2 separate regions of the Drosophila melanogaster genome follow, and region 2 is linked to region 1. Evidence: chromatin contacts called from public Hi-C data. All regions are on one chromosome and are shown on one strand. The core of a region is the stretch at or near the end of the contact, and the rest is flanking DNA. Distances in the headings are between cores, read along the strand shown. Region 1 overlaps smal (smoke alarm). Region 2 overlaps Ddr (Discoidin domain receptor).

Region 1 (5,132 bases), core at 2,023-4,522:
GAATTCGTGGGGCATTCGTAGTCGGCTGTCCGTGGGACCGCCAAGTGGATCCGATTGACAGACGATGTCAGATTGCGATTCCTTAGGAGGCTAAGTGCTGCACGAAGATATATGTATGTATTTATTAAGCGTGAAGCGGAGTTGTGGTGTTGCGGAGCGGCGGATCTCCTTGGAGCTCCAATTAAAGAGTGCTCCAGTTGAAGTTGCAGAACTTTTGCCCAATTCACCTTACACTAATTTCCCTTCGGTGGCGCAACTATTCAGTGCTAGAAAACACTTTGGCTCCCTCCCCCAACTCCTCCTCCTCGCAGTCAGCAACTTTCTCTTTTGTCTTTCGATCTCCTTGCCCGCCAACTAACTTACAATTTCCCCGGCATGCCCAATCAGGCGAACTGCAATTTGCTTAGCCGAAAGTTCCACAGAGTCAACCAGTAAAGTTCAAAAGTGCAGGCAGCATTATAATTTGCGGCTGCCGTGCACTTACCTAACTAGACTAACTAGCTTGAAAAGATGTGCTCGAAAGGAACTCGACGTAATTCATTTCGGGAATGGGGCTGGCTAGTGGGGTCTCGACATGCACTTACGAGAAATTGCTGGCGGGGATCGGGGTCCTCAGGAGGCCATGAGATGACTGCTGCGCGATGGCTGCGATGACGGTTTGCGGTCCCCGTCTGGGGCTATTGAATTACGGAGATTAGTTTAATGACAGTTGGCGCTGTTTGATTTTCATTACCGCGCCCATCGTCCACCACCGCCAGGCGGCCATTACGTTTACAACCTTTTACATATTACGGCGATGAGAAGGGAAAAAATCCGAACCGAAACACAAGCGATTAGATGTCGGAGTCCTCCGGTTGGAGTCCGCACAGGCAGTTAGCCAGTCCATCAGCGCTCGGAATGAGCAGTCGACGACGGTGGCGCAGATTGTTAACTCTGGCAATAACAATAATTAAAGTCAAGTTGAAAGGCACATAACTGCGGATATTAGCATTTTAAATGATGTTTGTTTGCTTCGCTCTCCACTCTTTTTTCCTTCCTGCCTGCCATTTGGGGGGGCCTTTGGACACCGAAGAAGGACGGACGCGGCGGAAAACCTTATTTTATGAAGATTAAACTGACCTCTCTGCTCAACTGTGGCTGTAATATAATTAAAATTTTCCAGCGCCTCTCCAGCCAGAGTATTTGGCAAGAAGGCATCTTAGTGCATCATTTGCATGGCTATTTCGTGCGAACCCAACTAAACGATGTCTCAATGCACGCGGAAGCGCTCTACTAATGGCCATTCGCCAAAGGCTGGGGCGTAGCATGTACATTTTTTTTAGAGATTCCCCAGTCCGCAGTCCACAGCATGCACTTAAAATCCCAGTTGGCCGGCAAATAAACATCGCAATCGAATTCAATTCCAATAGCCCGCTGGCAGCCGCCGGTTCGAGCGGCCAAATGAAGCAATTTGCCACGAAGCCAACAGGAGGACCGGAGGCCAGGAGTAGGACTACTCCAGTCACTTCACTTGACTTGACTGGGTTCGAAGTGGGTCTAGGCCTATGCCTTTGCCTGGTAGCTGGCCCATGAGTAATGGCCAGGCATTAAGGCAGCCGAAATGCAATCAAGCATGTAAAACTTAATTGAAATATAAACCGAATGGCGAGGTAGTAGTGGTTAACGTATCGACGGCTTTGGCAGAGGGGCTGAAAATTGCTTAAAGTTTGTCCGTCCGGGAATAGGTTAAATTAATCCTTAATTACACAGACAACATCCTGCTGTGTCTAAAACCGCAAACAGCTTAACGAACGAGACGAGCTGCCAGACGACGCACCACAAACGCCAGTGGTTGCGATTGGGGCAGCGTTTCGTTTGCCGGGCTTGGTTAGGGGGGGTGTTTGGTTGGTTAGGGGGGGGGGGGGGCTCCATGTGGTGCCGAACGCTTAATGTCAATTAATTTATAAAAATCCCCCCCATATGCCCAACCCACACCATCACGCCAGCAACTGGTTTTCGCGGCTACTGTAGAGAGAGTCTGATTAATAAACTTGTGCCTTCTGCATCCTCCTTTTTTCCAGACTGAAAACCGATAATGACGGAGGAGCCTGGTGTCCCAAGCACATGGTGTCGAATGCGTTGAAGGAGTACCTGCAGGTAGATCTGCTGCAGACGCACGTCATCACGGCGATCCGCACCCAGGGTCGCTATGGCAAGGGTCAGGGTCAGGAGTACACCGAGGCCTATGTCCTGGAGTACTGGCGACCGGGCTTCGACAAGTGGCAGCGCTGGAAGAACATCCAGGGCAAGGAGGTAGGTGTCCACTGTGAAGCCAAGCATAGAGCATATCTTCCAGCTAATCCCATCTCTCATCTATCCTCCACAGATTCTGCCCGGCAATATCAACACATACAGCGAGGTGGAGAATGCCCTGCAGCCGATCATCTTCGCCTCCAAGATTCGCATATATCCGTATGGCCAGTACGATAGAACCGTCTGTCTGCGCGCCGAGATCGTCGGTTGTCCATGGGAAGGTGAGTACAGTCGCGGGAGTAGGGGATGCCGTATCCAAGTGGAGGCGATAAGAGCTTGACATGAGCAATGATAGTGCGGAGGGGCTAACAGCGTTTTAGTGTCAGCGCTAATTTATCATTCCACAAACCCGAGAGGCAGCCTGTTTGCAATTAGAGGAGCAAAAGCGGCTTAAGTGTTCGCACGATTGGCTTGTGGACACTCGTGGCATGCGGCATGCGGAGTGTCCAGATGCTCGAGTTCCAGATGGCTTATAAGGCCTGGCATGATCTGCGATTCGGAGCCACTTTAAATAACTAATGCATACCACTTGTTTCCAGCATAACGTAAAAGTTTTTAGCTCAAGGAAACCATTTACTTCACTCCAAGTTTTGTTTATTTAACTACCATGTTCAACCTTCCCCAAAAATTCCATAATTTCCATTAGACCTTACTTACCGCATTATATGCATGTTCCGCGAAAACCCTCAAAGTCGCCCCCGAATCGCATGACCCACACAGGCGAGTCCAAGTTCCCAGGTCAGAGGACTATGCCCACCACATAACAAGAAATATCCAGGCAACGTCTGGCCCGAACCACGTAATCCAATCAAGGTGACTGCTACGCTCCATGGAACCAAGTGTAGCGCATTCCTGATTCTTTCCCAACATAGGGGCACCGCAACTTGATGGTCGGGATTTCTTTTCAACGCCATGAGCACTGTACTTGAAATATATATCGCGTGCAGACGTTGCAAAAACATCCCATACCAATCCGATTCTCCCGGCTAGACCCGACCGAAATCGAAATCCCAGACGACGACATGCCGGGCACGCTGAACACCATGTCCCGTCAGTCGTCCGATAACAAAACAAAAAAATAAATAAAAAAAATAAGGAAAAAGAACAGGAAAACTCTGAAACAACTCAGTGCACTGCTGAAATGGAGTGTTTACAATGCACCATCAGATTTGAGAGAATTTGTTATCTCATTAGCATTATCCATTGCTAACAGATTGCAAGCGAGTTACTGTCATTACTGCATCTTCGAGATTTTTATTTGAATGTCAGCCACACTTTTTCCCAGTGTACGCAAACAACATGACCAACCTGGTCGGCGGCTGCTCCTAACCTTTACTTTGTCGATTTTTTGCACGCAATTGTCAAGTAGTCCACGGGCCAGAAACAAGTCTGGACAAACAAATTTTTCTATAATTTCCATGGGCTGGGCGGCGACTTTTCCGCCGGCAGCAATAGTACACAACTGGCCAGCGAAACGCGCCTAATGACAATTTGTAGAGCCCCAAGTTCCCCAAATGCCCCCGAGGAGCGGAAAAAGGCGCGGAAGTTGAAAATTTTTCCGTAAATTAACGCAATGTTTGGTCGCGGGACTTCGGGGTGATGGTACAAGGGGAACTAGGAACTACGAACTGGCTCCTGGGAATGGGACGAGTTCCCCTGATAAGTGGCGCCATTTGTGTGCGCGGGAGCACCAAGTTTTAGCTGCGGCACGCCCATTTGCGACGAAACGGGGGACTTGGATTTGAATATGGATGTGTATGGATTCGGGGGTGGCAGACATGCAAGCCTCCTGACCGCTCACATTTTGCGGACTATCATTTGATTTGCCACGGGGAATGTGAATGTGAACAGGAGAGCCGACATGGCGCATTTCATATGCAAATTAAACAAGATAAGATGGGAATGGATTGTGCCCCGAGTGGGCCACATTGTTGGCCCTAACAGCAGATGGGTCTAGACAAGTGCCAGACGGCCAGTGGATAGTGGACAGTGGGCGAAGAAATCAATAAATCTCCTTCTTGGGGTCGCGTCGATTTCATTACGCGATCATTAATCTGCTCGAAAACATGCCCGAATCGAATCATAATTGTTTATAAATTCAGGCCATAAATTTCGGAAACTGCTGGCATTTGAATGGGGCCCTTTGGCCCCACCTATAGCCGCTCCCGAAGTATTCCGCTTAGGGTTAAAGCGCCACAATCGTAAAAAAAATAGGGTTCATACGACCGACCCACCAGTCAGTGAGATTATCTCCCCACTTTGACATCGAAAGCGTGGCTAAGCTGGAATTTGTTACGATTTAACAACAGCTCTTGATATCGTCAAATCGAAAATGGAGAAGGGGTATGGCAATGGGAAAGGGAATTGGGTTTGCATATGCTCGAGTGCATTATAAATGCAGCCAGCAACTGATTAGCGTTAAGCCGGCGATTTATGGAACCCACTGTTCGGGGGCCCATAATTTATGGGCATTTTAGGGCATTACGAGCCACTAGCTCACTATCTTGGTGTTGAAACCTAGGGAAACTTCAGCTTCGAGAGGTTGGGCAATTGAAAGTAGAGCTGCCAGGTGGGTGCCACTAAATGGGTAGTGCTTTGTCCACACTTAAGGCTGCTTTCCAATTCCCTTTGAGTTCCGGCAATTCCACTGGGACCACTCAGTCATCCATCCATCCATCCATCTGGTATCCTCAATTTGAGTCATCAGCCAGAAGCGCGTTGACATTGTTGCTGTTACAGTTTGGCTTGCGTGCCACATCCAAGAAAGGCGGAGAGAAATTACATTTTATATATTGCAGTTGCTCGCTGTCTTGGCGACCAAAAATAAAAAAAAAAACCAA
Region 2 (4,968 bases), core at 766-3,265, 94 kb after region 1:
GTACCTGCAAGTCGACCTGCTAGGTGTCCACCTGGTCAGTGCCATACGAACCCAGGGTCGCTTTGGCAAGGGGCAGGGCCAGGAGTATACCGAAGCCTATGTGATTGAGTACTGGAGGCCGGGCCTCAAGAAATGGATTCGATGGAGGAGCCTCCAAGGCAAAGAGGTGAGCTGAAGGCACTTATAAAAGCAGGAAATCAAACTATGGTGTGGAAAAGGCAATTCGCAAAAATAACTCACAGTTTTAGTTTACTCCAAAGTGAGTTTATATCGGAATAAACCATTAAACAAATAGGATCTCTGTGAGAAAAAGTCTGTTTGCGAAGATACTCTATGCTTTGTCCATTCACACATTAATCATGAGCAGGCCGGGGCAAGTGTAGATAACCATCTGAACCATCTGGGGACTTGGGTTCGAGCGGAGAGTGTGTTGAAGATATTGAATCTTTAAGCGAATCAATTTACGTGCGAATTACTGGCAAGTGGAGGAGTTGAGAAAATTGCGTAGGTGTCGCGGCTGGAAAGCGAACTCGAACCCGTTCCATCGATTTGCTGGCTGCCAGCAATGTGAAATCAATTTTAGCGCTTTTGTTTTTATTTCGCCTGCTCATGATAGTATTTTGGCGATCAGGTTGCCACCTACACACCACATGCCAGCCACCCATTTGTAATGCCTGCCCCAATTGGGCCCCAACTCCCTTCTCTCGTTCCAGGTGCTGCCCGGCAACATAAACACCTACAGCGAGGTGGAGAACGTGCTCCAGCCCAGCGTCTTTGCGTCCAAGGTGCGACTCTATCCCTACAGCCAGTACGATCGCACCGTCTGCCTGCGCGCCGAGATCGTCGGCTGTGCCTGGGAAGGTAGGTGCCCATTCGCTTGCCATGAGTTATGCCCCCAACCCCGACCCCACTCCCACACCATAGGAACCTGGAACCCCTGACCCCTATATCGCCCCATTCGATCTTACTCGTGGCCTGAGGCCTTAGCTGCAATGTAATGAAAGTCGGACAGAAAATAAATTATTACGAGTCCGAAGACTAAAAGTACTAGTTCAAAAATTAAGTTTGGCGATGGGAAAGTACACTTTCAATTCCCGTAAAATGATAATCTGAGCATTAATTTTCTGCGAATATTTATATATTTTTATTAAAATATATTTATTTCCCTTTTGCAGAGGGAATTGTATCGTACAGTATTCCCAAGGGCATGCAGAGGGGCATGGACATCGATCTGTCGGACAAAACCTACGATGGATACGAGGAGGGTGATCATTATGTCAACGGTTTGGGCCAACTTGTTGATGGTCAGCGGGGCAAGGACAACTTTCGAGCCGATATTAATGGCCTTGGCAAAGGTACGATTGTCGAAGCATTTTAAAGTTCAATTCTTTTGAAAATTGTAACACTTTGTCAGGTTACGAATGGATTGGCTGGCGAAACGACACTTTGCTCGGGCGTCCAGTTGAAATCATATTCGAGTTTGAGACAGTTCGGAATTTAAGTGCTGTTATCATACACACCAACAACATGTTTTCCAAAGATGTTCAGGTAAATAAAAAGTTAAACACAAAAACCAACTAAAATCAAGCTTTTTCCGTAAGCCCTTAAATCAATGATTAAACACATCTTAAGGTAATCTTGCTTGCCCTACTTAATTTTTTATTTTACTTGTTAACTAGTGCTATTCACTTAATCACCACATCTACAAAATTCCGTTGAAGTAAATCGTAAAAGCAAAAACGCAATGGGTTGCCTGGAACCACAAATGGGGGTCCCTCGCCAGACAAACTGGCGGCGAAATGAGCAAATAAGAGCTAAACATTTCCAGCAACTTCCACCCAAAGCAATAATAATAAAAAAATCGAAAAAAAACGCTTTTTATAAACAAACCGAAGACGCAATCGAACCTAAACAAACTAAAATTGATATGGGGAGCTCTTGGGGTCCGACTCGGAGTACTTACGAGTATGGAATGGAGGGGAATCGCGGGGTATCCAGTGCACCCATTATCAAGTCATTTCCTTACTCACTGCAGTCTCTTTATCGAAAGTAAACAAACAGCGTGAGTGCGTATATATAAATAAAAGTGCACATACATATATCTTTATCTGAACTCTGGATGCCATGTAAACAAATAGCTATGCCACAAAAATGATTGTACAGTGTTTACTTTTTTCGAACACTCCCACCTTGTTCAAGGAACGCCATAAACATTTTTCGTTAATCTCTCAAGTTTTTAAAAATACCTTTTAAAGAACATATTGCTATTTAACTATATATTGTTATACCTATTTAATTAAGATGGCTACGACTGCATACCCGTTTAATCTGGACAGTATATTTGTTATGCATTTTGGTGGGATGAGAGCTGCTCATTACTAATGCTGAGGGCAAAGTCAAACAAACAGACCTCAAAGTGAATGGGAAAAAAGTCCTTAATCTTGGCCAGACCACTGACCACGATGTGCGGTTGGGCTGGCTTGTCTTTTGATCCAACAGGTGGTGTGTGGAGGGCCACACGCGTCTCATAATTAAAACGCACTCAGTGTAATTTTGAGGCTTATCAATGCGTCATAAATGGCATTTCCACTATTTACGACACGACCGCAAAGTGGCCAACGTTGATCTGCTGAGAAGCTCACTTCGTAATTTCATGACTAATGGGTCGTTTGATAGCGAAGACTGGTCCAACCGAATGATAATGGTAATGAAAAGTCGTAAAAATGAAAATCATAACAGCCGACGACATAGAGGCTCTGTAAATTACGGGGCAACCGAAACCAGAATTGAGCGGCTAATGGGGTCTTGAGTGCCTCCATGCCTCCAGGTGAATCTAAGAAACTCCATCTGCGCCCCAAGTGGCGGCATCAAATCCGAGATTTGTGGTAATTGAAATTTTATATGCCGCTTTAAAGCTGCTGCCAATTGGCTGTAAAGTTTGCGGTTTATTAAGGAACGGAACTCCAATAATTAGATTTTTTTCCGAAATTTATACACCTTAGCATATAAATGTGATACAAAGATTAAGATGCTAACACATATTGTAATTATAAACATATTCTTGATCATTCTTGATGTTAATTTGATTTGAAGTGTTCAACTTGTCTTGGATGTCAAGGTGGTGGCTTATTGATTTACGGTACTTATATTTCTTAAACAATTTTAGCTTTAGCTTTGAGACATTAGATGTACAACTCATTAGCCATTCTTAGGTGCAAACTACAACTCACACAACACTCTACATCCGGCTGTCCAAAAATAGGCGATACTACCAGTCCAAGCCATTTAAGAAGTTGAGGTGTTTTTGTTTGACTATACTACAAGTCGCTTTCACAACTGACCATAACCAATTTTGTGACTCTAACCAAAATTGGCGGTAGGGCATAAGATTACAAATACTAATTGTATACGAATCAAAGTTCACACAATCGAAAAAAGGTGTGTGCACCAACACCTGTCCATGCATTTGCTGATTACGATGGTTGAATATTAATTAATACAACTATGTATCTGAACTCTGTATAAATTATCTGGGAAAGCCGCGAGCAAGAATTAATTGGTTTCGTGTAACAATTCTTTGAACGCAAAACCCATTCAAAGATTTGTTCATTTTGCTCCCTTACTATAATCCGTCGATCCGTTTCCTTATTTCAGGTTTTCGTCCATGCCAAAGTGTTTTTCAGCATTGGCGGCCGCCACTTCTCTGGAGAGCCGGTGCAGTTTTCCTATATGCCCGATCTGGTTTTGGATCATGCACGCGATGTGACAATCAAGTTGCATCATCGTCTGGGGCGCTACGTGCAGTTGCATCTATACTTTGCCGCCCGCTGGATGATGATAAGCGAGATAACGTTCATATCAGGTAAGCAAAGTCAATCAAACTAAAAGGGTAAAAGCTAACATATGACTAGATTATGAATATACTTAACTGCAATTGCTATTCTTTAAAGTAGCTTAGTTTAATCATGAGTATACATAACATAATCTTTAACAGCATCGAGCTATTACAAATTAAGTCTTGAAAGTGTGTGTTTGTAGTTTGAAATCCTGCATCCTTTGAGCGCCGCTAAAAGTATACTGAATGTTAAGCCCTCAAAATGGCAAAAACAACAAGGTACGTGAGGGCCAACGGTGGCAAAGTCAAACATAAACTGCGGCAGCAACAAACACAGCTCTCATCCATTGAAAATTCCCACTGACACTAAAAATCGCTGCGCATTTAATTAAAAACGAGCTTGCAGACTCGATCAAGAAGGGCTCGACTCTCGCTCAATGGCGCAAAATTTATTACCAACCGTGATGGGTGGGAGCTTACACACACATGTATGTACATACATACATATGTACGTATATGGACCGATTTTTACTTGACTCACCCATGAGCACCAGTAGCCGGCAGCTTTGTTTTTCCTTGCCGTGTGCAATTGCGCATAGAGTGATACAAAGCGGCCGGGTGGAGAGGGGGGGGGGGGGAGGGAAGTAAGTTGCTGCTGCTGCTGCTGCAACTCGGCTGCCATTGTGACGTTGCAGCGGAAACGGAAGTGCTCACACACAGACACACACACAGGCGCGCGCGCAGGGGAATCCGGCAGCATATGCTCCAGTGGAAACAGAACTAAGAGCCGAACCGAAGTGAAGCACTGGGATATTGTAAAAATTAAATGAGTTGCCTTCCTTTTGTGCATTTGAAATTTGCAACTCAATGAGCAGCCGAGCCGGGCCGGATTCCCAGAAGCTTTCATCGCAGTCGTCAGCCTCGGATTGCATTTTGTTTTAAAATGTAATACCTTCCGATGATGTGTGTACCATACTGCAAGTAAATATAATCTGGCCTTCCAAGATCGATGTTTTCGATGGTCCCAACAAATCTAGACCAAATTATAGAATGCAGAATGCACATACCTTTGAAGTCCCAGCAGTCAGCAGTCAGTTTTAACCACTTCGTTTGGGGAATACATTTGCTTACCA

Evidence for each region. Hi-C and Micro-C count contacts between places; a contact is called where the count stands out from the background.
Region 2: a Hi-C map of the OSC cell line shows a contact between it and region 1, with 1.8 times the contacts expected there. A contact is called at or near these places in 3 of 107 Hi-C or Micro-C datasets (the OSC cell line, gut and ovary).

The regions. Positions count from the first base shown.
Region 1 is chr2L:6,194,484-6,199,615 of dm6, forward strand. It overlaps smal (smoke alarm), which reads left to right. Exons shown (of 13, transcript NM_164688.2): 4 at 2,061-2,292; 5 at 2,366-2,513. Among named protein-coding and RNA genes, the nearest start is that of smal, 18 kb to the left of the region's middle.
Region 2 is chr2L:6,289,831-6,294,798 of dm6, forward strand. Ddr (Discoidin domain receptor) reads left to right here. Exons shown (of 17, transcript NM_001298737.1): 4 at 1-166; 5 at 714-861; 6 at 1,176-1,355; 7 at 1,415-1,548; 8 at 3,655-3,862. Among named protein-coding and RNA genes, the nearest start is that of CG43922, 16 kb to the right of the region's middle.